Linked DNA regions of Zea mays: region 2 is linked to region 1. Evidence: chromatin contacts called from public Hi-C data. All regions are on one chromosome and are shown on one strand. Each heading gives the region's core, a stretch centred on a gene start, on an enhancer-like site or on the middle of the called end of the contact. The rest is flanking DNA. Distances are from core to core; before and after follow the strand shown.

The links. A called contact is a pair of places that touch in the nucleus more often than the background predicts.
Region 2: a Hi-C map of ear shows a contact between it and region 1, with 4 times the contacts expected there. The contact joins the promoter of LOC100381661 here to the promoter of LOC100191854 in region 1. A contact is called at or near these places in 4 of 25 Hi-C or Micro-C datasets (ear, leaf and tassel).

Annotation. Positions count from the first base shown.
Region 1 is chr4:181,307,809-181,314,911 of Zm-B73-REFERENCE-NAM-5.0, forward strand. LOC100191854 reads right to left here and starts at 2,968. Exons shown (of 2, transcript NM_001137278.2): 1 at 1,493-2,968; 2 at 1-3. The coding sequence starts at 2,744.
Region 2 is chr4:181,518,435-181,525,537 of Zm-B73-REFERENCE-NAM-5.0, forward strand. It overlaps LOC100381661, which reads left to right and starts at 3,287. Exons shown (of 15, transcript NM_001318231.1): 1 at 3,287-3,452; 2 at 4,341-4,442; 3 at 5,320-5,425; 4 at 5,518-5,681; 5 at 5,861-6,221. The coding sequence starts at 4,425.

The DNA of each region.
Region 1 (7,103 bases), core at 1,718-4,217:
CACCTGCATCATACATTTAGAGAACCAAAACAAAAGCATCGGTTAGTGAGATGGTGGGTCAATAAGCAGCTAGCAAAGATGCGTATGATGCACATATAAAACCGTATCGATCTATTTAGATATAACACTCTCTTTTCTTTTTTAAAAAACATATCCACCACCACCACCTTTCACCGGTTTTATCGTGCTTAGAGAGTGATATTGATACAACTTTGGGAACAACATGAGACGTTAGATTAAAATGAACGAGCACAATTTTATCTATGCACCTTGTGCACCAGTGTTATGTGCCCTGAATACGTTCCCAATAACTAATTTAATCCCAACCTGCAGCAATTCAACATAAAAACGCCAGTTCCATTGTTACGGTCTAGATATATGTCGTGCATGCACGTTGTGCGTTTCGATTGGAGAGTGGTCATCTTGGAATCGTAATTTGGCTTAGAATCATCTGCAAGAGTATAACCGAATCAGCAATTGACCATACACTATATAACCCTGTTTGATGGATGAATTGGCCCTCGCGCTTGGGCAACTCATTACGTGCCGTTTGGATCTTTAGAATTAAATTTCACTATAATAATAATAATTTAGGTGAAAATCAATTGACAATATGTGAAACATATTTATGTGCTATATTTTTACTATAAAGGAGTGAACCAAATAGCGTCATATAATTTATAGAGAAGAAATATATTCTGTTGATACCTAAAATTATTTCTCATACTCCACGCCATAAATTTAAGATAGACTTATATCTGAGCTTTGGAAAATGGTGAAATGTTAAATTCTAAGTTAAATAGATTACTTTATTAAGTAAATTTCAATTCCTCTAACGAGGAATTGAAATTTACTTAATAAAATAATCTATTTAGCTTAGAATTTGACATTTCACCGCTTTCCAAAGATCAGATATAAGTCTATCTCAAATTTATGTGGTAGAGTATGAAAAATGATTTTATGTATCAACAAAATATATTTCTACTCGGCACGCTCTTCGGTTCATTCCTCTATAGAAAAAATATAGCACATAAATATCTCTCATATATTGCTACAATAGTATTTAAAATATATTTCACATAAAACCATATTAACTTAATTGATTATTTCCTAAATTATTACTGTTAGAATGGAATAAGGATCCAAACGTGATGTAAAATGAATAAATCCAAAAGGCCCTTACGGAATTGAAGGCAAGCAACGAAATCACATTGACTCCATTGAAGATAGAGATGGTAATAGGGACCCGATCTCCGATTCATCACAAGGAATTTTTCTATTGGAGGATGGATATGTTAGTAATTTAGTCTTCTCGGTATCTGAATGGGGAAAATTTAATCCTCATCAGGTTCGTCGTGGGGTTTTCCACGGGGATAAATTTCCCGATAGCGACGGTGATGAAAGAAAAAGCTCCCTGTGAGAGTTCGCGCAAACAAAAACGGATTGCCATAGTTGATTGAGGATACGCGCGTACGGTGTACCGTGTACGTACCGTTTGGCCCATGACCGTTGACGAAAACTCCTGGTGGCAGCTCCCAGGCACTAACGTAGCGGGAGTTCTGCAACGTGAGGTCCGCGTATGTGGAGTCTACTACGTCTACCAAGTATTGCAGGTGGTGCAAGACCTTCCTGGCGTATCTGTCCACTGCGAAGAGCGTCGTGCCCTGGAAGAAGTAGATGATGTTGGCGTTGTTGGGGTCGATGAGGGCGAGCGAAGGCACCACGCCCCGGGGCAGACCGGCGTCGGCGTAGCTGCGGTAGCTCCAAATGTCGAGGAAGGTCGCCGTGTACTCGTGTACCCAGTGATGCTGGCCCTCTTGGCTGACGAGCGTGAACATGCGGACCTGGGGGTTCGACGGGGGCTGGTAGTTGGTAGTAAGCATACCGCTGGGGGCTCCTTGGATCTCCACGTATCGCAGCTTGCCCTGGCTGGGCCTGATGAAGCGTTGATGGGCCATGAGCCCTGAGCGGGAGATAAAGCGGAGGCCATGGGCCATGAGCTCTGGCTGGGCCATGAGCATGGAGCCGACCGGGAGCGGGATAAAGCGGAGGTGCAGGTTGTCGTCTGCGGCGAAAGGGTCGCAGACGAGCATGCCGTAGGAGACGTCGATCCACCAGAGGAGGCCGCCGTGGGCGAGAACGCCGTGGGCGCCCCAGCGAGGGTGCTCCTCGGCGGAGGCCAGCGGCCTGGCAGTCCACTGGTCGGTGACGGTGGAGTAGCATAGCAGGGTCTTGTGGAGGGTCGTCCAGGTGGGGTGGAGCTGGGCCACCATGTAATGTCCATCGTGTCGCTGATCGGCGATGAGACCAATGCTCTGTCGCCGGATGATGTTGACGCCGAGGTGGGCGGGGACGTCGGGGAGGCGGACGACGGTGCGGGCGCGGGCGTTGCCGAGGAAGAAGGCCGGGTTCGAGACGCCCTCGGCTTGGATAGCCAGGAAGAGGAGGCAGTTGGAGCAGGCGGACAAGACGCAGGGTTGGTAGCCTGAATACCTGTAGTGCGCGACGATGCGCTCGGGCAGGACCAGATAGGAGGCGCCGACCAGCGGGGGCTGGAGGTCGAGAAAGATGTCGGAGGCACCGGGCGCGAGCATCCGTGCCCGCTCGTCGTTGGCGCCGATGACGACGATGGCGGAGGAGAGTGCTACCCAAGGGCAGTCCAGGAACTCGACCACCTCGTCGCGCTCCGGTTGCTCGCCAGCTCGAGACGACTCCCCCGCTGTGAACGACGACGTGGCTGACATGGCGCGGGGTGCGCTCTGCCTGCCTGGCCGGCGGTGGGATTGGGGCTGCGGCTTTGGAGGGTGGCGAGTTGGTTGGTTTGGTTCGTTTCGTTTCGATCCGAATCGCTGCTGGTTGGTTCGAGGGGAATGGGAGGAAGAAGGCGAGTGAGCTGGCAGGCAGGGAGGCTTGAGGAGCAAGTCGGTTGCGGGCGTTTCATACAAAAAATCTAATGTAAAGTGTTTCTAAACTCTTATGCCCTGTTTGGTTCCCTTCTTATATGAGCTAAGTTATACTTGGGCAGCCAAGCTCCAAGTAGCCAGGTTAAGTACTTAAGTGCATGCATACGGGCGATGTTTGGTTAACGTATGCACGAAACCTGGTTGCTCGAAGATTTTGTTTGGTTAGCTTCATGCAGGCATCTTCTTACACTCACAGAGTCACTGACATGTCCGATCTACGCGTTTGTTGCGCTCGCGTGAGCCTTGCCACGTAGAAACGAAGAATTTTGCCGCATGAGTAGAGCCTGGCTTATAAGGAAATCCTGCACCGCGTGGGATAGGCCCTAACCTCCATCCAAGCAACCAAACGCTTAGTAGTTGTATCTGTGGAGCATGATGCCGATATATGCAGGTAACCAAACGTCTCCTTAAACTCTTGGCCGTTTCATCTAAAAACCCATTGACTCGTCACATCTTTCTGGTGTGTTTGCTTTAGAGGGCATCCCATTGATTTTTCTGACTAAAGCTTAATATGTGTCGTATTAAATGTTTGAGTATTAAATATAATATAATTATATAGGTAAAGACTAAATGACAGGCTAACTTTATTAAACTAATTAATTTATAATTAACAAATGTATATTACAACATCACGTGATTGAATTATAGACTAATTAGTCTTAAAGACTTATCTTACCTTTTTTAACACCCTAGAGTACAATCTTGTGAAAATAAGAAAAAATCCACAAAGATTTTAAAACAAAACACTCTACCGGGAGAATATTCGTACTTCGAAGTCACCCACTGCTCCCAAAATGTATGTATTTTCTAAATAAAGGACTAAAATAAAAGATACCTAGATGAAATAAATTACCCTTGGGTAGATTATATAGAAGAATTATAATAATTCTTAAGATATAATCTACAATAGAAATTATATCTCCCTAAAATTAATAGGGTGTGAACTATTCACTACTACATGAATTGAAGCATGTATAAAGGAACTAAAATAAACACAAATATATAAAGTATATTTTTGCATTCATGCTAGGGAGTTTAAACTATACATTTCAAATGAGTTTGAAATCCAAAAATTCATTTGAAACTTAATTTGAAAATGGAAACATGACATAGAAATCATAAAGGAAACACAGAAAATAAAAAGAGTCATATCGGGTTTCCCGTTTTTGGACCATCTGGACTTCACTGTCGCGTGGCCCAGTCACCCGATGCTGGGGGGCTGCCAGGTGGGGCCATCTCATCAGCTGGCCCAGCCCCGTGCTACAATCCTCGTGCGTCCCGTGCAGCTGGCACTGGGGCCCACCTATCATCCCTTGCGTCATCGCGGCAACAAACCACGTGTGGACCACGGCGACACCCCCCTCCTTTTTCGTCGGCGCCGTTGCTAATCGGACTCGCATGGTTGGGGCTATAAGCCAAGCGCAGTGCACCTTTCCTTTCCCGTTGGTTCATCTCTCCAGACCTTTATCTGCCACTGACGAGGGAGGAGAACTCGAGCCGCCATACAATGGGGAAGTGCAGTCGTGGGGGACCGCTTGAATCGACGCTTCCCCGTCCTCAGCTGGGTGCCCAGGGGAGTCGCCAGGACGCGGGCAAACCTTGGACGCCACTAATTCAACGAGTTATCGATGGGGGTGTGTGGAATTGCTCACCGGAGCAAGCTCTCCGTCGCCGAACAACCATTCGCTGTGTGCAGCACACGCTAGCGTCCGACTCCTGGTAATGACTTGCCCTCCCAATCCATGTTTACCTCCGCATCGTGTAGAGTCGAGACGATTTGTGATTCACGCTCCAGAACACCGGGGCTCGGCTCACCGGCGTTCTCTGTCGCGAGGGGGGGAGTTGCGCCTGATTCTAGTCGGGAGGAAGGAGATGACACCCCAGACGTAGGATCGAGATCATGTGGTGGGGATTTGTTCGCGGGATAACGCTTGGGGAATTAAATCTTGGTCGGTGATCAGTGATCCGAGGGCTTGGGGATGGCACTGGCATGGTCGGATTTCGGCCGTCGATCTCTGATCCGAGGGTCAGGGTTGCATACCGATTCAGTATAGGCGCGATCTAATCCTGTCCCTCGAATCTGATCGGGTGGCTAGAATCGGCCTGTACCCTTTCGCCGAGGCGTGTTTGTAAAAGACCCCCGCGGAATCTCATAACTAACCTGCCATCCACCGAAGGCATAAGACTATTACGGTTAGGTCCATATTTTTACGGAATAAAACCCGAAGACTTAAGAAATAATATTTGTAGTACATACGGTTCAGAAACTAATAAAAGAAAATATGGAAATCGAGTTTCAAGTATAAAGTAATTCCCAAATCTTAGAAAATTCATATGTTGTTCATTTTAACTCCGATTAGATCCGTTCAAGTTTCGTTAGCTTCGTAATAACATTGTCTATGCAATAACAACATTAGTCTTATCATAACACATATTATTATAAATGGATATTGATTAAATCTCTATGTTTAGTGGATTAAGCTTGCTAATTAAATATAACATATCTATTATTATAATCCGATTAAAATAAGGCTATCTCCAGCAACCTACTTATTTTCATATCCTATTTTAAACTCAACTAAGTAAAAAGCACAAAATCCCGTGAAGGGGTATAATGCACAAGACATGTTCAGTGTAGCACCGGTCAAAGCATCGGATGTTCAAGCTTTAAACGATCAGCATCGACTAGATGTTATAAGTGCATCGAACATGTCTGGTTAGTATGACGGGTGTCGTGATGATGAGCATGAAGGATGTCATAAGTGCATAGAACGAAATCAACGATTCAGCAACGACCCAGGTCAAGGATATGTACTACAAGATGAGAAGCATAAAGGATGTCGCGATGATGTTCGTGAGAGGTCTAGGTCGTCATCTCCCAGTCAACTATGGTTGCTGGATCGTTGTCGTCATATGATATTTTATTTAGTTATTTTGTATAGAACCTCTATTATAGTAAAGATGTGACATTAGTTTCTGTACCATGAGTCATCATATGTGTGAGACTTGATCCTAGCACACATTTAACATGCGCCCGGGTTTGGCCCTTAAATCCGGGTGTGACAGAAGTGGTATGAGGGGAATGTTGACTATAGGACGAACCTAGATAGAACTGGACAACACTTACCTACTTACCTTTGCTACTCTGATTCTTTCTAAACTTCCCTTAATCTTTTCTCATCTATTGTTGCTTTACTCTGATTACTCTTACCTTTTCTCTTCTAAAAACCAAAGTGGATTTCACACTTCGATATCTTGTACCTAAAGTGACCCTTAGGAATAGGAGACCTAATCTTATGAACAAAAACAAAACTGTTTTTGTAGGTACCTATATGCTTGAATGCTTGTTCTTATGATACCTGTTTGATTTGGTTCTTTGATTGAGTGTGATGAGTGGTGGAGTAATATCCACAATTGCATCTGCATAGACAATTAGACATAAAAATTCTAGCAAGGCATCTATTCAACTTAGATTATCCATTAAAATATATTTAGCCTAATAGATCCATCTCATATTAAAAGATTCTATCTTATCCTTATAGATTCATCTTGTCCTAATAAGCATATTTATCCCACTCTAGAGTAACAACCATGATTTAGTCCAAAATAAATTAATTAGATCTTATATAAGTCTAATCTAGTCATACCAAGTTAATCTAGAACCCATCTAATCTGATCATATTTAATATAAGGTGAGTTACTTAAACATGTTAGTTGATACTGGTAAAGTAGACTAGACCATACTCCTATAAACATGTCTTAACCTAAATTGGTGACTTAGGCCAACTCGACCAATACACAAACAACCTAACCTATATATTCTTGTTAGGTTGCGTAAATTATCTATTTCACAACAAAATATTCTAACCTACCCACCTAATCTACATGTTCCTAAAGATATGTACCTAGACGACTTAACAAAGCAACTAGACCAGGTTTGGCCATAGCACACTCGTCCTATGCCATCTACCTATTAGCTATATGTTCTTATCTACAAGCTATCTTAACTATATGTCCCTAGCTCGAATGATGATGTCAAGACCAGAGATCGAAGGTGATCGACCTCATCAAGACAAGGAAGAACATAAGGCAGAAAAGATTTTCAAAAGTCAGGATCCACCATCTGGGATGGAATCTCTC
Region 2 (7,103 bases), core at 2,037-4,536, 210 kb after region 1:
CACGCATCATGCAAAGATAAGCGGAACAAGCCTCCGCTGTCATAGCCTTTTCCAACAAACGTTCCATACTTAGACAGTATACATTTATTAGACTCAAAGACAATTTTGTAGCCATCTCGACACAATTGAGAGCCACTAACTAGATTCTTTTTGATGGAGGGGACATGCTGCACGTTCTTCAATAGCACCGTCTTTCCCGAAGTAAACTTCAGAATGACTGTACCAACACCAAGAACACGCGCATGTGATCCGTTCCCCATCAGCAAGGCTCCAGTCCCTTTGCACTGATAAGAAGAAAATAAAGAAATATCAGCACACACATGAATATTAGCACCGATATCAGCCCACCACTCAGGGGATTGACACACTGAAAGAACAGTAGGTAAAAGATTACCATACCCCGATGTTCCTTCTGCAGTCTCGCTAACAACCATGTTTACTGTTTTCTTCTCTTGAGCTGGTTTTTTCTCTTGCTTAAATTTGCGGTCTGGACAAGCGCTTGCCCAATGATCAGTACTCCCGCAAACAAAGCAACCAGCTCCTTTGTTCTTCTTTTTGAACGAGGCTGCCTGCTTGGGCTTCGTGGCATTCTGTTGCTTGTTCTTTTTTTATTATTATGTGATGCATTGGAGTTCTTCTTTTGTACCATATTGGCACTAGAAGTCTCAACTCCTTTTCCACGAGTGTCTTTTGCTCTCGCCCTCTCCTCAACATCAAGAGAACCAATAAGCTCAGCCACGCTAAACTCTTGTCTCTTATGTTTTAGAGTGGTAGCAAAGTCCGTCCAAGAAGGTGGCAGTTTAGCGATAATACCGCCGGCCACGAACTTGTCAGGCAAGACACATGGGAATTGTTCGAGTTCTTTAGCCAGTGCCTGTATTTCATGAGCCTGTTCAACTACAGGACGGTTTTCCACCATCTTATAGTCAAATAGCTGCTCCATGATGTACAGCTCGCTACCAGCATCAGAAACACCAAACTTCTCATCTAATGCATCCCATAACTCTTTTGCAGATGTGCACGTTAGATAAGAATCAACATACTTGTTGGCAAGAGCGCCAATCACGGCGCCTCGAAACAGGTTATCGACAACGTCGAACATTCTCTCCTCTTCAGGAGTGAACTGTTCGGGTTTCCCCTGTGCGGCGTGATAGCAGTTCATTGCGGTCAACCACAGTATCATCTTACTACGCCATCTCTTGTAAAACGTCCCATCAAAAGGTTCACTTGGTTTTAACGCAGCAGCAAAACCACCAGCGGAAAAATGCCTAATATCAGATTTTTGGATTGTTAGAAAGTTAGGCATTTTTAGTTATAATTTAATCCAGAAAAACAGTGTGATATATGTGATGACATGTATGTGCATGTGTGTATAACTACTCGCATAAGCAGTAAACAGCAATGAAACATGCACAAATACGAAGAACAGAGTGTACCCAGCGGAGGGACTGATGCTCAAGGCATCAGTGGCTCCATTCACACGAGACATCTCGTGTGTTTGTTCGATGTAACCATACGAAGTCGGTGCAGGAAGATGTACGCTGTGCAGTCTCTCGAACGGTCGCCGGGAAGAAGAACAGCAGCACGCGTCAACTCGGGAAGGCGACGAACAGCAAGCTGTGAACGAAGCAGCTGGACAAACAGGTCACGCGAGCAGTCGCGAAGACGCTCCCCAAAAATCTGATCGCCCGCACACCCGTGCAAGTGTATCTCTCTGCGGTCGGTGATTTCGGAGGCCTGCTCTCCCACTCTCTCTGTGCTCGCAGAAGATGGGACGGGAATGTATTGTTTGCAATTCGCGTGAGATAATTCGCATGACTGGAAGAGCCCTCCCTCTCTATTCTTATAGGCGGTCAGAAGGAGGGAGAAGAACAACGGACAGAAACGGTCGCGCATTAGAACTGGAAACTGACGACAGTAACTGACGTCGGTTATCATGACGGTCATCGCTCCAGGCAAAATGCGAAACCGTTTGAAAGGAATATTCGGACCAAGGTCCGATCTACCACGGCCACAGCCACGGCCACGGCCACGGCCACGGGGCCACGGCCCGGCCGGCGGCGGCGGCGCGCGCACGCGCGTGTGGCAGTCCTTCATCCTTTTCTCAACTTCTCAATAGATGCACCAATGGTCCACCTATTTAAGTTGATTGATTTGTCCTTTGAACTTCCAATATGGTACTAAATAATTAGTACACCATAGCATTAAAGTGGGCCATTAGCATTGACTATTATTGAATATTAATTTGGGCCAAGCCCACATTAATCCAACACCAAAGCTACTCACTCACTCAACCAACCACGGACAGTGGCAAGGGCAAGGTCACCGCCATTGTGCTGGTGCTTGTGCACTGATGGCGTGACATCGAACGAAGGAAGCAGAGGGTGAGATTCAGAGAAGGAAAAAGGGGTACTGGCTCAATCTGGGGGTAGGGATTGGGATGGCGGCGGTGTACCTTGAAGAAGATGTTGATGCATAGACCTCAACAAGAATTCCCCCATGCCCTCCGGCCTCCGTGCATCCTCTGGGTTGCGGGTTGCGGAGCCTCCCTGCGCGACGGTGGGTTGCAGCCGCGACATCCAGGCGTCCGTTCCGACGAGCCTCGAGGCGGGGAGCAGCGTATGCGGGTGGGATCGGACGACGGCGGCATAATCGGGGTAGGGGCAGGGGGGCGGAGTTCGTGGCCAGCCAGAACCGGGGGAGGGGAGGCCGGGGGCGACGGTTTCGGGGCGCGATCTAGGAGCGGCACCGTTGTGTGGGATCAGGGAACGAGACTGAAATGTAGGATCGTACGACTGAGATTATAGAATGGTAGACTGGATGGTTGAGATCGCAAAATGGCAGAACGACAGGCTACCCTTACCGCCTTAATAAGTAGTAGAGATGTATATCTCTCATGCAATTATTGCGATTTTTTGCATCCAAAGGTCGAAATAGAAATTTTCTGCATTTTGAAATTATATAGGATTTTAAGTTATATACAAATCTAATCATGCATTTTTTATTTTTGTGTTGTGAGAATAATACATTTAAAAGTGGCCTGAAAGTTGAAATATAATAATGTGACTTTCAGAGATGCTCTTGATCTGACACACACTGACAGCCGTCCAGATCAGACCCATTTTATCCCTCGACCCCGCCTCGAAAGAAATCCATACCGGCCCACTCAGCCCGCGCAGCCCATCCTCCAACCTGTTCCATTCATCTGTAACGGATCAAAGCCCACTTGTCCTTGTCCCTTCTCCCCTCCGGCCTCAGCTTCCCTTCCCCGTCGTCTATCCGCGTCAGTTTCGACTTTCGATTCCCCTCGCCCTCGCCGACGGCCAGACGCCGAACGTCTCGCCCTCTCCCGACGCTCCCCGCCTCCCCCTTGATCCGCCGAGCGCGGCGGCCGCCGCCGCCGCCGAACCCGATCTCCCCCCCTCCCGCGTGACAGGCACGGCCTCCCCTCGGTAAGGATGCCCCGTGCCCATGGTTTGCCCTAATTTCCCGACACGTACCCCGCGATCCCGCTCCCATACGACTTCCCTGCCGCCTTTTTGCGTCCTTCGATCCTTTTCTACGTGTGTTTCTTTTCGTTCATCCAGCGATTGCCGATGTGGAGTGGGATCGTGTTATATGTTCGCTGGAATTTTTCTTTGTTTTCCTGTGTTAGGTCGCGGAGATTTGTGTGCTCGTACCTGCGAAGAATTGATCGTGTGGGATTATATTCTACGGTTCGGTAGTTTCAGCGTCAGCTCTCATATGAAATGTTGCTGCTGTCGTGCTTTGCGCTGATCAGGTTATTCTGGAATGCACTAGTCTAACCAAATAACCCAGTGGTTTATCACACAGATAACCCTTCTACATGTTTAGCGGTGTTTAGAAGAATAGGCATGTTTCCATATTGTGCTGGCACATGGTCTGTTTCCTATTGTAAGGTTGGCCTGACTAATCTCTTAGTATTTAAAATTTCTGCAGTAATTGTGAGAATTGTAGCTACTTAATTTTCGAACGGTTGCCTTCTAGCTTAATATTTCCTGTCGTTTTTAAGTGACCCTTTTATATATTTTTATGAATTTTCTTTTTGCTGATGTGGCTTGATGGTTCTCATCTCTAGCTCTCCCCAACTTGCTTGAGACTAAACAGATTTGTTGTTGTCATGTCATTTGAACTGAATGACAGATATGTAACAACCAACTGATCTATGGATTAACTTGAATATAATGTCTGCCTTTCATTTTCATTGCTGCACTTGTTATATGTTGTTCAAATCGTTTTAATAAAAGGTACTTTTCTTTTTCAAAGGATTCCCTTACTGTACCGACTACTTATAAATGTATCCTTTTTTTCTGTTTCAGGTTGGAAGGGTTTGCTGTATCATGCATTTTTTGTGGATAATCTTCATTTTCTCTTGAGTCACCGATTCTTTTGTTGTCTTCAAAATGTCGGGCTTGCTGAACGTATGTACTTGCACAAGTATACTTGCCATTGGGTTTTCTTGCCACCATTATGTATTCATGTTGAAAGGCAGGCCTGGTGTAGTGGTGAGAGCTGTATCACTGAGTCACTAGGTCATGTGTTTGAAGCAGCCTCCGCATTTGTGGGGGAAGGATTGCTTCGATTTACCCCTTTTTCAGACCCCACTCATGCGGGACCCTCCAGCACTTGGTCTGCCCATTATGTATTTATATTCTTTCCATTTGTTTACCACATTGGGTCTAGAATGGATGTTTTTCTTTGGTGAAAGATAAATTTCTACAACTTTAGTCGTCAGCAGACAAATCTTTTTAGAGATTTCATGCAAGAGTTATATGAATGGAATCATCATCAAAACTACATTGCCAGTTGTCACAACAATATTTGTAATGTTCGATATATGTTACTTATATTAGGTGAAGTCAAATTTGGGCACTGTTAGACAGCCATATTTTTAATGTTTGATATACTCCCTATGTCTTTTTGCCTGTTATGGCATTGTACTGTGGTCCACTTCGGACCTTTCTCTCTTTCAATATAATGATGCACAGTTCTCCTGCGCGTTCGAGAAAAAAAATGTTTGATATACGGTACTTGTATTAGGTGGCAGTAAAGTTTGTGCACTGAGACTGTACCAACAGTTAAATCAGGGAAGATGTATTGTTTTGTTGTGATCTGGTAGGTCATTTGCTTGTTTGTACACTCCTTTTTTTTGTGGACAACAAATGAGTATTACATCTTGAACTCTTTGATGACTATCTCCTACTCAAACGTCTTTAGGGGCCTGCTTATCTCAATATGGTTTGCAGTCTTAACTCAATATTATGTTTATTTTTTACTAACTCATTTTTTCCTTGGCAGTCAAACCTTAATAGTTCGGCATCAAATCTTTCAGACTCAGCTGGAAGGCCATTTACAGCATCCTTTTCGGGTCAATCTGGATCAATTCCAGGTTTTCATCATTCTGGTGAGCATATATATAATACAAAAACTTTTGTTAGTTCATTTATACTACATGGCAGACATTAAGTAAGGTTTGTTTTCCTGACATTTTCAAAGGCTTGCATAACACTCATGGAAGTTACAATCTTCCGAGTATGCCTGGATCACTTGCACAAAGGAATGCTGCCATGAGTGGCCTTCCGTCCTCTGGGGTTCAACAACCTGGAGGTAGCATTCCTGGGAGATTCCCTTCAAACAACCTTCCAGTTGGCATGCCTCAGGTTCTAATGCTCACCTTTATTCATATAGTGCAATTCATTTCCTTATTTGGTGGTAAACATACATGTTCACTTTAATGTCTTATGGGATCCGAGAACCAATTTTTATAATTCAAATGTATGTGTTCTCTGTCTGCACATCCATGTGGAGCAAGATGATTTATTGTGTGGTCCCTTTGCAGATTCCTCATGCACATTCAGGTGTCAGTGGTAGAGGGATGAATTTTGGCGCAGGTCCGGCATTTAGTAGCAGCATGAATATTGGTGGTAACATCCAAGGCTTATCCTCGGGCTTGGGCTCCGGTGGTAATCGCAATTCTGTTCATGGGATGCCAGTATCTTCATCTATAGGAAACTCGGGTCAACGGATAAGTTCTGTAGGAAATATGGTAAGTGCAAGCAATATTGGAAGAAATATAGGCACTGGTGGTTTGTCCGTGCCAAGTATTGCATCACGAATCAATTTGAATGGTAGTGGTGGGAGTGGTAGTCTGAATGTGCAAGGATCCAGTCGAATGATGAATGGATTGCTTCATCAACAAGGTAATTGATTACATGTACCCATAAACAAGTGAAATGTTATATTTTTTAATAGATTTAGCTGGACTCCATGTGCTATGGTTGGCTGGCTTGTTTCTGGTCAGTTGTAGCATCAACTCTTTAACATTTTGAATATGTTGGTTGTCCACTTGCTTCATTTCTTGCTCTAAGATTCAAGCAGAACACCCACTTTTCAACTTTTTTCTTGGCATTAAAATTTGGCGATGAGAAATAAGCAGCCCACTGCTCCATAATCCATATGATGTAATTATCTTTTGTAGCCTTTTGAATCAGCATGTAGGTATTGCTAGTTTTGCTTTGTGGGAATATGTAGTGCTAGAGAGTTTTAAATTTCTAGCCTTTTGAATCAGCATGTAGCCTCATGAAAGTTTCCCCGGCTATACCAAGTTCTGAACATTTGACATGCAGTTCAACTCATGACCCCAAATGTATATAGCATAACAGTATCCTGATCATGATAAAAGCTTGTTCATTTTTTATTTGTATAATTGTGAAACAAGCATTAAGGATGAAACAGAGCACCTCTTAGGGAAGGAGGATGAGATCAGACATATATGGTGAGAGTATTTTGGCAAATTGTTCAACGGGGAGAATGGGGATACAATCTTTCACTTAGACGACTCTTTTGATGACACCAATATACACTTAGTGCGTAGGACCCAAGAATTTGAGGTTAGAGGCATTGAAAAGGATGAAAGGGAGTAAGGCGAGGGGCCCTGATGGTTTCTTAATTGAGACATGGAGACACCTCAAGGACACATTTATAGTAGGGCTAACCAAGTTATTCAACCATATCTGCCGATTAAACAAGATGACTAACGAATGGAGAAGTATATTGGTATCGATCTACGAAAGTAAGGGAGA